Regions from separate parts of the Mus musculus genome. Here region 1 is linked to region 2. The links are chromatin contacts, called in public Hi-C maps. All regions are on one chromosome and are shown on one strand. Each heading gives the region's core, a stretch centred on a gene start, on an enhancer-like site or on the middle of the called end of the contact. The rest is flanking DNA. Distances are from core to core; before and after follow the strand shown. Region 1 overlaps Plekhm3 (pleckstrin homology domain containing, family M, member 3). Region 2 overlaps Plekhm3 (pleckstrin homology domain containing, family M, member 3).

Region 1 (5,310 bases), core at 619-3,118, 65 kb before region 2:
ACTGTGCATGTCACAGATTGTTTCATGACAGAACTTTGCATCCCAGCTAACTACTGACATTCCTTAGGCAAGGCAAATGTTGTTCCTAGCTAGCAGCTGAAATTGATCATGACCTTGTCAAATCTTGTTCCAGTAGACTCTATAAAGTCAGTATTGAGGACAGCGTGGGGATGGCCAAAAGAGGGTGAAGAGCAGATGACTGCTGAGATAGGAGGGGAAGAAGCCCAGTGTCCCTGGAACACTGTAAGATTGACAGAGTGGACCTCACTCAGAGCTCTTCAACAGTGCTATTCCTCTTTATCCCCATTCTCCTCGCCTCTCACAAACACTGAAATAGGAAGAGAAAGGTGAGAAAAGACCTCCCCCTAAACCAGATTTGTTCACCTACTAAGCTAAATTAAAGTTACCTCCCTTTCATTTGTGATGATAACTTACCACAAAGACAGACTTAATTGGAAGCCTGATGGAGAAATTTTTAATTCAAGCATTGTAGACTTATAAATATGCGTTTAAAAGTGAAAAGATCTCACCACCAGCCAAGAGTTTATGCTCTGTTCTTGCCCTGCATTGAAAAAAGCAAATGGTGATGGTCAGAATGAAAACCTACATTTTAAATTCACTAGAGTCACGATGGCCACCTTTCTATCGGAAAACAATGGACTTTAAGGAGGGTCTTAGTGACTGTGCATAGGAACTTTGCAGTGAGGATGGCAAAAGGGGAAACTCTGAGCCAGAAATACCAGCACAAGCAGATGTGCCACCTGTAGTTCTAACACTGGGAAGGCTTCGAGGCAGGAGGATTGCCAGTTTGAGACCAGTCTAGGATTGATCATGAAAACCTGTCTCAGAAAACAAAAACACGTTGAGAGCCAGCATAGAAGCCATAGGAGGTAATGTGTGTGTGTCTGTATATATGACAAGAGCAGACCTGTGCTGAACCAGTTAACTACTTTTGGAAGTGTTTTTGATAAGAAAATACTACCTTTAGTAGTTTTGGTTTGTTTAATTTGTCATTTATTTATTTTACTTATTCTTGAAATTGTTAGCATTTCAGTGTTTTTTTGGTGCCTATATTATTATATTTTGGAATTCAGGCATTCAGTAATACTCTACTAATTGCTTACAGGATAGGCATCCTGAATTCATAATATACTTACTTGTGTGACATTAGATTGCTGATAGAGTCCATAAATTCCTTGTAATTGGAAAATAGGAGACTAGCCCAGCCTTGTTCTCAAGTTAGTCACTGGAGTCTCTGCCTTAAGAGACTGTATAGTAAGAGAATGAAGAAAGCCCTGCGTGGGCTGTGAAGGCTGCCACTCAGTTAACACTTCTCACCTGTCTCTCAGTTTGCTTCCTGAAGGAGCATGCATTGCCCATATGTTGCATTGCATTGAGTAAAGGGAGTGTTGGAGAGCAGGCCCAGTGCAACTAAAGCTTGGAGAGAGAAAAACAGGGAAAGGCAAAGCGAGGAGCCGAGGCCCGAAGAAGGAAGCGAAGAAGAGGGAAAGTATTACATAATGGGTGAGAGCAGACCTTTCTGGCAGTGTCTGTCACCCAGTTCCCTGTGACACGACGCATCCCTTGGCTGTCTAAATTTGGAGCTTGATAAATCTGGACTGTTGGGGGTAGCTGAGTACGGAGAGCAGGGAGCTCAGCACAGGGTTACAAGTGGAATTGGGTTGCTCGCTTGCGCAGCTGGTGCTTCATGCTTCGGCTTGGCAGTCCGATGGGGTGCAGGTGCGTTTCTAACTCAGAGAGACCGCTAACTTGTAAGTGTGTAACGTACAGTGTACTGCATTCAAGAGTAAAACCAGTTCACTCCCTTTACAGCATATGTGGTTTGCAGGCATTTTCGTTCCCAGTGCTAAACCAGGAAGATTGTTTTTCTGCCTCAGGTTGGGAATTATTCTGTGTGTCCTGTAGGGGGCAGAGTCTCAAAAGAAAAAGAAAAAGAAAAGAAAAGAAAAAGCTTTGTTATACAAACCTGAATGTTTTTTAAATTAGTGGGAGGCTGTTAGTCGTCCAAGAGGTTGCTATAGCAGATGGCCCTTTTAAGGATCCATGCTTCTCTCAGCATTGGTGATTTAAATCACTTGCTTTGCTTTTTGTAACTGTGTGCTGATGACACAGACCGGGTGGAAAAGCAGCTAGAGAACTAGCATGTCTGCCTTCCAGGCTGCCAGTCAGTTTAGCACATTGGACTTCATGCACTCATTGAGAAGCAAATTCACAGACTTTCATGGCTTTAGTGTATCTCTTTAGACTGTTAAGTTTTTAATGTTTACTTAGTCCCTCCCCCATTAAATATTTTGGATGAATAAGGTTGCACTGAGTAGGCTCTTAATTCTGTTGTCATTTGGTTGCTATTTAGAGGAGCTACAAATATTGGCTTTTACATATATAAAATATGGACCGTTGGTCCTGTTTCACTAAATTCTTTCTCTAAGTGAAGACTTCTTAGGTCTCTTAAGTTTTAAACAGTTCCTACAGAGAAAATGGAGCATGACCATACCAGGATGCCTGAGGTTATGGTTTTGAAGCTATATGGGGAGCCATAACTCCATATTTCTTGGCTCATGCTTAGACTTAGGATAGTTGTGTGTGCTAGCTGCATAGCTTCCTTTCCAGCTCCGTGGCTGCTTAGCAAGCCCTTGCTACAGAAGCCTAACCATGTTCAAGTCTGTCTCCTGGGTACCCCTGAGCTCTCCAGAAAGCTAACCATGTTCACGCCAGTCTCCTGAGGACCCCTGAGCTCTCCAGTCCCACCTCCTGACGGCTGAGAACCCATTCCTGTGCTCGTTTGCTTATTCTCTGCTTGCCAAGTGCATGGCTGTGCCTGAGGTCAGAGTGTTAGAAATGTGGACGTAACCCCTTCCCTCATTAGACTGTAGGCAGCTAGGAATGTTAGATATTAAATAATAACATTGGTAACTGCCAAATAGCAGCCACGACCAGATTCACAGATGTGACAGCCACATTCCAGATCCCCGAGCCGTCAGAGGTAGGTAGAGCCAGGTAGGACTGTAGAAGATCATTTCTGGACTATAAAAAAGGCACTCAATGCAGATGAACTTCATGTTTGACCATGACGTCACAGAAAGTTCTTGAGCAGAGCAATGCATGCTGGGCGAGGTGCTGCAGAAGTGTTATTTGGGGATGCTTTTCTATGGCCTCTGTCAAAAGCGTCTACGATAGAAAATGAGGTGTGCTTCTTTAGTGAAACACAGGCTGGAATTCAGCATTGTATTTGACAATAAGGAACCTGTGATTTAAAAATATTAATGCTTAAAAGGTGATTGTTCAGTTTATTAAAATATCTAGTATATGGCCATAAGTGTTTCTAAATTTGGTTTTCATAACTGCCATGTACATTAGATTAAAACATGCTTGTTTTCTTTAGGAATTTGACATGTGTACCTACTCAGCAGATACATCGTTTTCTTGGTTTTGGGGCACACAGTTAAGTTTCCAGCAATTAAGAAACCTAGCAATTGAGTACAATAGTTTCAAGAGCCTGTGACTATATGGTGTGACAGGGATGCAGTGCTCACCTTCAAAACTGTTCCTCGTGAGACTGTTCTGTAGTCTGGGTGTGATTTGGATGGCCCACTTAGGGCAGTGCTCATGAGTGGGACTGAAGTTGAATGTGGGAAGGGACCAAGAGTGGGCTTAGGGCTGCCTCCGGTGCTTCCCTCTGCCGGTTTTATGGTCTGTTCCCTGGCTGCTGTTTAACCTCTGAGGACTGCTGTTGGTGACTGTGCATCTCTGGCATCAAGAGCTGTTGCTTTCCTTTTTCTTCCCCTGCAGCCCTGGGAGGGGTAAACTCAAAGGGGGGAAAAGTTTTGCTGTGAATTCTTCAGCCATTTAGTGCAAATTCCTGTAATTACCGGCATTGTGTCTCTTCTGAATGGCACATAATACAGCAGAAGCCATTCCTAATTGAGACCTTACAGGAGGTACAAATCCCCTCTTTGTTCAGCCTGACAAATTAGTGCCAGAAAGTGGCAGGGTCCGAATGGGAATCAAAGGCAAGAAGCACAAAGATGGGACTTAAGGCTACAGTAATAACCCTCTCTTGTCCTGAAGGAAAAAAGTAATGACCAATGAAAATGAAGGCTTTTTCCTCCCTCTGTGTGTGTGTGTGTGTGTGTTGTTGTTGTTGTTGTTTGTTGTTGTTATAAATTCCCTTGACAGGACAGCACCTCGGGGCTGCTCTATTTATTTAGTAAAAGTGATTAAATAGTAATACAACAGGGTAGCCCATTGTTTCCCTGGGCACCCCCATCTCACAGACCCCTGTTGCCTTGGCTAATTGATTGACAATGAACCTCTGAAAAAGAAGTTTGTTGTTAGGACCTGGGATGTGGAGCATCCCTGCACCCTGCTGTGTGCGTGCCCCGTTCATTTTTGTGTGAACTGTATTCCAGTTTTCCTTTGCCTCACCTTACTGCTTCTTTCCTTCTCCCTTTGCTCTCTCTGTCTTGGTTACTTCTCTGCTCCCCTTTGCTCCCAGACACAGACAAGCAGGTAAGGAAGAGTTAGACTTTTTTAGTACAGGCTTTGCAGAGATCTATCTTTGGGGTCAGCTCCCCGTTCCTTCTGGGGGTCGATAGAACAAGGGGGAAAAGGGATTGCACGTGCTTTCTGCTGTTTTTAACGTGTGGGAATGGTTGTCTGGAAGTTGTGTTTGCTCTAAGATTCCCCCCCCCCCCAAATTCTTTGCTCAATTGCTTGAAGGGAAAAAAAAATGTCCTTATACCAATAGCATTTACATGTTGGGGGAGGGGGATTTGGAGGCAGAAACAAACCCCTTTTTCAGTGGCTCTCAGTTCCTGAGAAACCAGACTTGATTACTTGAAGATCAGATCTGGCTGTTTGTTGGTGTAACTCAGGACCTTAAGGATGCTGGAAGCTTTGGGAAGACAACCAAAGGCCTCCAGGCAGATAATGAATGCACCCCCACCTTATATATGCTCAACTAGCTAAGCTGAAGATAAATCCCTAATTTAACTCTGTTACAGCTGCAAAAACAAATCATTTTAAGCCCCCAGGAAAGCAAAATATGTTAAACAAACAGTATCGACCTCACTAATACCACATGGCATTTCGTGTGATAAATGAGGGCATATTTCTGGCAAGTGCCTGTTTTATGACATCGTTTAGACATAAAGGATACCTTCATCCTAGCAATACAAGCATCCCTGATAGAAAGTATAGAGAGGTTAATTATTCATTCGGTAGCTACCAGTTTGGAAGTAAGCAACAGTTCTTTCTGCCGTGGGCCTCATTTACTTACTGGCCTTGAAG
Region 2 (5,453 bases), core at 2,432-4,931:
TGTCAGTTGGCAGCATTTCCTGGAGCATATTAATATTAAGACAGAGCCAAGGATCATTCTGACCTAATGGCAGGGCCAAGGGAGTGGCTACTAGGGCAGGCAAAGGTTCTCCAGCTCCTAGGAGATCTAGGGCACACCAGCTCAACTCACTCATTTCTTAAAACTTGATTCCAAATGAATTTCTGTTCATCCAAAAGGATCTTAGAAAATGATACTCAGGCTGAGGTGGTGGCACATGTCTTTCTTCCCAGCAATCGGGAGCAGAGGCATGTGGATCTCTGCATTCAAGTCCACTTTTGTCTACAGAGCAAATTCCAGGACAGCTAGGGTTACATAGTGAGACCCTGGCTCAAAGAAAAAAAAAAAGATATTATTTAGTCTTTTAAAAGACTTTTTAAAAAAATTTCTGTATACCTGTGTATATCTCTGTGTATATATGTATGTGTTGATACCCACAGAAGCCAGAAAAGAATGTCAGATCCCCTGAGGCTGTAGTCACAGGCAGTTGGTTGTGAGCCATCCAACATCAGTGCTGGGAACCAAACTCAGGTCCTCTGCATAAGCAGCCAGAGTTCTTAGCCACTGAGCATCCTTCCTGCCCCTGCTAGTGAAGTTCTTTGTGGGACACTTGGTCTTGTTTGGGGTGCTTTTTGCTGTTTGTTTCTTTTCTTTTTTTCCATTTTATCTCATTTGTTATATATATATATATATATATATATATATATATATATATAATTATTATTATTATTTACTTATTTATTAGGTATTTTCTTCATTTACATTTCCAATGCTATCCCAAAAGTCCCCCATACCCTCCCCCCCTCCACTCTCCTACCCTCCCACTCCCACTTCTTGGCCCTGGCGTTCCCCTGTACTGGGGCATATAAAGTTTGCAAGTCCAATGGGCCTCTCTTTCCAATGATGCCGACTAGGCCATCTTCTGATACATATGCAGCTAGAGTCAAGAGCTCCAGGGTACTAGTTAGTTCATAGTGTTGTTCCACCTATAGGGCTGCAGACCCCGAGCTCCCATATATTGGGGAGAGGCTTTCTGTTAGGAGGTGCGAATACACGGTGTTACACACTCAAAAGGCTAAAAGGCACAGGCAGCCACGAAGCTTTTGTGAACATGTGGACATGTAAAATGGAAATTTTAATAGGAAAATTTCTTCCAAGAGGTTTTCCTTGTTTTGATACCTTGAGAGGAGGGAATAGAATAGAATTTGTTTTGTTGTTTTATTTCATGTGTATAGGTGTTTCCCTGCATGCATATCTGCACACCATATGATGCCTGGTGCCCACAGAGGCCAAAAGAGGACGTCAGATACCCTGGAACTGTATTTACAAGACAGTTGTGAGCTACCATGTGCATCCTGGAAGTTATACCCAGAACCTCTGAAAGAACAGCAAGTGCGTTTAAATACTGAGCCATCTCTCCAGCCCTTGTTTTGTTATTTTCAATGTATTCAGCATTATCAGGTATCCATGGGAAGACTTTAAGACAGAAATACAATAGAAGAATGTGTCCCAACAATATTGCAGATATAGTACCACATTCCCATTGCCTTGGGTTTCCCCTGTTGCCAGTGAGTAGTAGACAAGCCAGCCCCTTACTTCTACCCCCTTGATTTTTTTAACAGTGATTTTAAAAGTTCCACATTTTACCAGAGACTATGAGCATATGGAAGTTTCTGTGGAGCAGTTCTTAGCTGTTGTGTGGATCCAGTTAGAATCCTGGTTGGAATATGTCACTCCCTAGAGTGTAAATAAGGAATTCTAATGGTCCTTCTGAAAGGCTAGGTCAGAGTGAACTTTTACGTGTGCTACGAAACAAAACCTAAAATATATATGAATCACTGCTTCCTCTGGTGTTACTCACCTTCAGGACACTTGTAAGATAAGCATTCAGTGATTCTAGTCATGTGGGATTCAACAGAAAGGATCCTGGATGCTCCCAGGGGTGGGGCAGTGGGCTAGTGTAGCCCTTCCTCACCCTTCCACCCCCTCACCCACCCCCTCACCCCCTCGAAAACCTCCCCTGTAGGACAGTTTAAGGGTCCTCTTCCTCACTAGCTACTTTCCCTGGATTCCAAATTTTCCAAAATAGACCTTACTTTCAGATTATAGTGAGGAAAATAATAACTATGCTACCACATACACATTCACTTATGGTACTAATACAGTGAAAACAGTATGCTATTTCAGGGAGAAACATTTCACACATTTCAATTGTTTACTTTTTTGTTTTAGTGTTTCAAGACAGGGTTTCTCTCGGTAACCATGCTGTTTTAGAACTCATTCTGGTTGGCTGCCAATAACTCAGCGATTCCCCTGCCTCTGCCTGAGATTAAAGGTGTGTGCCGCCACCACCTGGCTCAATAAATTGCTTTTAATGAAGAAAAGAGATGGAAAAGTTTAGGATTTTAAGTAGAGTTGTGAGTGGGAGGGATGCCAAAGAAGAGGGAGGGCCTGAAGACCTGGAGAGTCATGAAAAGAATGAGCTATAGCCAAATGCAAAATCCCTCTCCAGAGTGTCCTAGAACAGTTGGTCGGTGGGTTGGTCGCTTGTTTCACACAGAAGTAATTAGCATTAACATCTCACACATGTGCATATTCAGTGGTGGGGTGGCTGGATAGATAGGAGGGAAGGGATGCATAGTCCCCCCCCCACCCCGGCCATTTGTGTGTGTGTGTGTGTGTGTGTGTGTGTACATGCTCATATACATGCATACATATTCCAGAAGATTATGTCAGGTGTCTGCCTCTATCCATTTCCACCTGGTTCTCTCACTAACCCTGAACTTTTCAGAGCCAGCATGCTTTTACATGGGTTCTTGGAATCTGAGCTTAGGCCCTCCTCCTGTCACAGCAAGTGCTCTTACTCACTGAGCCATCACTCCAGCTCCCTGATCTCTGCTTTTGACTATCAAGATAATTGTGAGTTGTTTAATGTCGCCCAATTTTTGTTTGTATTTTAGACAGGTCTTGCTGTACCACACAGGCTGACTTCCAGTCCAGTCTTCCTGCTTTAGCCTCCAGAGTGCTGGGATTGCAGGCATGCACTTCCAAGCCTAGCTAATTTTTGCAATCTTTCTGAACACTCACTAAATGTCCCTGGATGGCAAACTTCTCTGCTGAGATTTTGCAGAGTTGCCCTATTCATCACTGTGACATAAATGTCTGTCAGAAATGTTGTACAGGAACAATGTATCTGGTGGTCCACTTCAGAGCTTCTCTAGAGCTATAGCTAGTAAGTTCACAAAAAGGCCATGTCCAAGGCAGTTCAAGGCCAGTCTTTGAAGATATGTTTTGCTGAATTCTTCAAGGATGTTGGTGAATCACTTTGTATGCCCTGCCCCCACCAAGCAAACAGACTCACAGAGTGTTGTTCTCTGTGGGCACTCTTCACAGAGGCAGCAGACAAAGGAAAGGCCTAAGTGGGCACTCAGGGCAGCTGACCTTCTGCCAAAGTACTAACAGGTGATGACCTTTATTCACGTGAGGGTTGATGTCACTGAGTCCACAGCCAGCAGGAACACAGTGCTTCAGTGCCCACAACCAAGTCACCAATCCCCAAGCCTCAGGAGGCTGAGGAACTTGTATTCATAGCCTCAGCAGCCCTGATCCCTGCACCATTGTCCACCCAAGCATTATGGGGCAGAATAACTAATTAGGAGCATTCGGATTTAACAAGCAGAAACACAAAGCCTGACAGCTCGCCTGCGTCACTCCCTAGCCAGTGCTTGGGTCTGCTGTAGCTACTGTGCCTTCAGAAACCCTGGACACATTCTGGGATGTGGCAGGAGTGAGCTATCGTTAAGACATCAGTAAATCTGTTAACCACTCTACAGGTCTGTTCTATACAATTAATGAACTAGGGGGGAAACATAAGGTATTTGGGAAAATGCTTTTTAAGCAAATGAATATTTAGAAAAATGAATGTGCCTGCTTTCCTCAAAGGTTTTTTCTGAGGTGGTGAGAAGGGGTTGAATGTTACTCTTTGAAGGCCCTGTTGCTTGGCAGTCTCAAGGGAGCAGGTGTTTCTTGAGCAGGTGCCAGGCAGTCCATGCCTCCTGATCAGACCCCAGGCTGTTCCTGATCCTGTGTGGAAGTGGAAGGGACCGAATGATAAGTCCCATGTACAAGTCCTAGATCCAGAACAGAAGCCTTCAGTCTGTGCTTCCCACCGACCATAATGACTGCATTTTTTTTAATTTAGTTTGGTTTAGTATAGTTTGGTTCAGTTCAGTTCAGCTTAGTTCAGTTTAGTTCTTGTTTGTTTTTTGTTTGTGTGTGTGTGTGTGTGCGCGCGGCTGAAGGGGATTTGAAGGGGATTTATAAAGGAAGTAAACAACAAGGCAGTGGCACAGATTGTTCTTTATGGTAGCTGGTTAGTCTTAGCATCGTGCCCAACTATAGTGTGGTTCACAGGTGCATTAAAGGATTGGGGGAGAAGAACAGGATTGTAGCAGAAAAAATGTTAACATTCAAGTACAGACTTAATGAAACTTTTTTAAAAACCAGCTCAGAATGATGACCTTCTATGAATTTGGATAGGAAGCCCCATTAAGCAGGTGAAGAGAGCTCAGTTGATGGTCCCCATAAGCCCCTTCGGCACAAGCACCATCTAATGGCTGAGGATGCAGCCACAAAATTGGAAGGTGGCCAGTCAGTATTGAAGTCAGTTGTCTGGGACACTTGGCTCCTACTTATTTTTAGTCATCTCTGTGTTGGTGGTGATTTTTGTGTTGTTTCTTCCCATTTATATAAAATCCATCATAATGTGAACTCATTAAGGACTGTTTCCAAAGAACACTTGTGCTATCCATAGCCTGACTGCCCAGCCTGACACCTCACAGAGAAGGTGTCACCAGGAACGTGAGCCTGTCATGCTATATTCAGCTAGTAGGGCATATTTCTGTGTGTTCATTATCTATTGCTATACAACAGATTAACCCCAAACATATAATTTAACACAAGAGTGAACAGTAATTGTCTCTCATGGTTGTTATGGGCCAGGAATTCCTGAGAAGTTCAGTTGAGCTGAGGTTGCAAGGAGTACACTGGGTGGGGCCTGTGGTCACCAGCTGGAGCAGTGTCAGCTACTCCCACAGCTGGCAGATGAGGGCTGACTGTTAGTGGGAGGCCTCTTGTCTGAGCCCACATGGGCCACGCTACAGGATGTCCAAGGAGTCCTCAGGATGTGATAGCTGCCTTGAGGATGGTTTAAGAGAGCAAGAGATAGGTGATGTAATTCTTTCTGTGTGGCCTGGCCTTAGAAACCCAGGCACTGCCATTTCTGCCATATTCTGATGGCTAAAAAGCATTGCTAAAGCATGTTCCAGTGGTACAGGCCATGAGCAAGGAGTGCCTGAAGACTCCATTTTTCTCTTTCATTTGTGTGTATATGTTCTTGTGTGTTTATGCATGTACACATACAAACCAGAGAACAA

Evidence for each region. Hi-C and Micro-C count contacts between places; a contact is called where the count stands out from the background.
Region 1: a Hi-C map of cerebral cortex shows a contact between it and region 2, with 1.9 times the contacts expected there. The contact joins two enhancer-like sites. A contact is called at or near these places in 1 of 39 promoter capture datasets (the 3T3-L1 cell line), 10 of 484 Hi-C or Micro-C datasets (the 3T3-L1 cell line, the HPC-7 cell line, beige adipocytes and 6 more) and 1 of 9 other capture datasets (adipose tissue).

The regions. Positions count from the first base shown.
Region 1 is chr1:64,915,714-64,921,023 of GRCm38.p6, reverse strand. The region is part of intron 3 of Plekhm3 (pleckstrin homology domain containing, family M, member 3); the gene reads left to right. Among named protein-coding and RNA genes, the nearest start is that of Gm51628, 32 kb to the right of the region's middle. Within about 2 kb of position 1,868, at least 73 of the 459 cell types and tissues checked have an H3K27ac peak or open chromatin away from gene starts, as enhancers often do. A contact at or near this core is called in cerebral cortex and pancreatic cancer cells, where this site is marked.
Region 2 is chr1:64,852,054-64,857,506 of GRCm38.p6, reverse strand. All of the region lies in intron 6 of Plekhm3 (pleckstrin homology domain containing, family M, member 3), which reads left to right. Among named protein-coding and RNA genes, the nearest start is that of Gm51628, 32 kb to the left of the region's middle. Within about 2 kb of position 3,681, at least 81 of the 459 cell types and tissues checked have an H3K27ac peak or open chromatin away from gene starts, as enhancers often do. A contact at or near this core is called in cerebral cortex and pancreatic cancer cells, where this site is marked.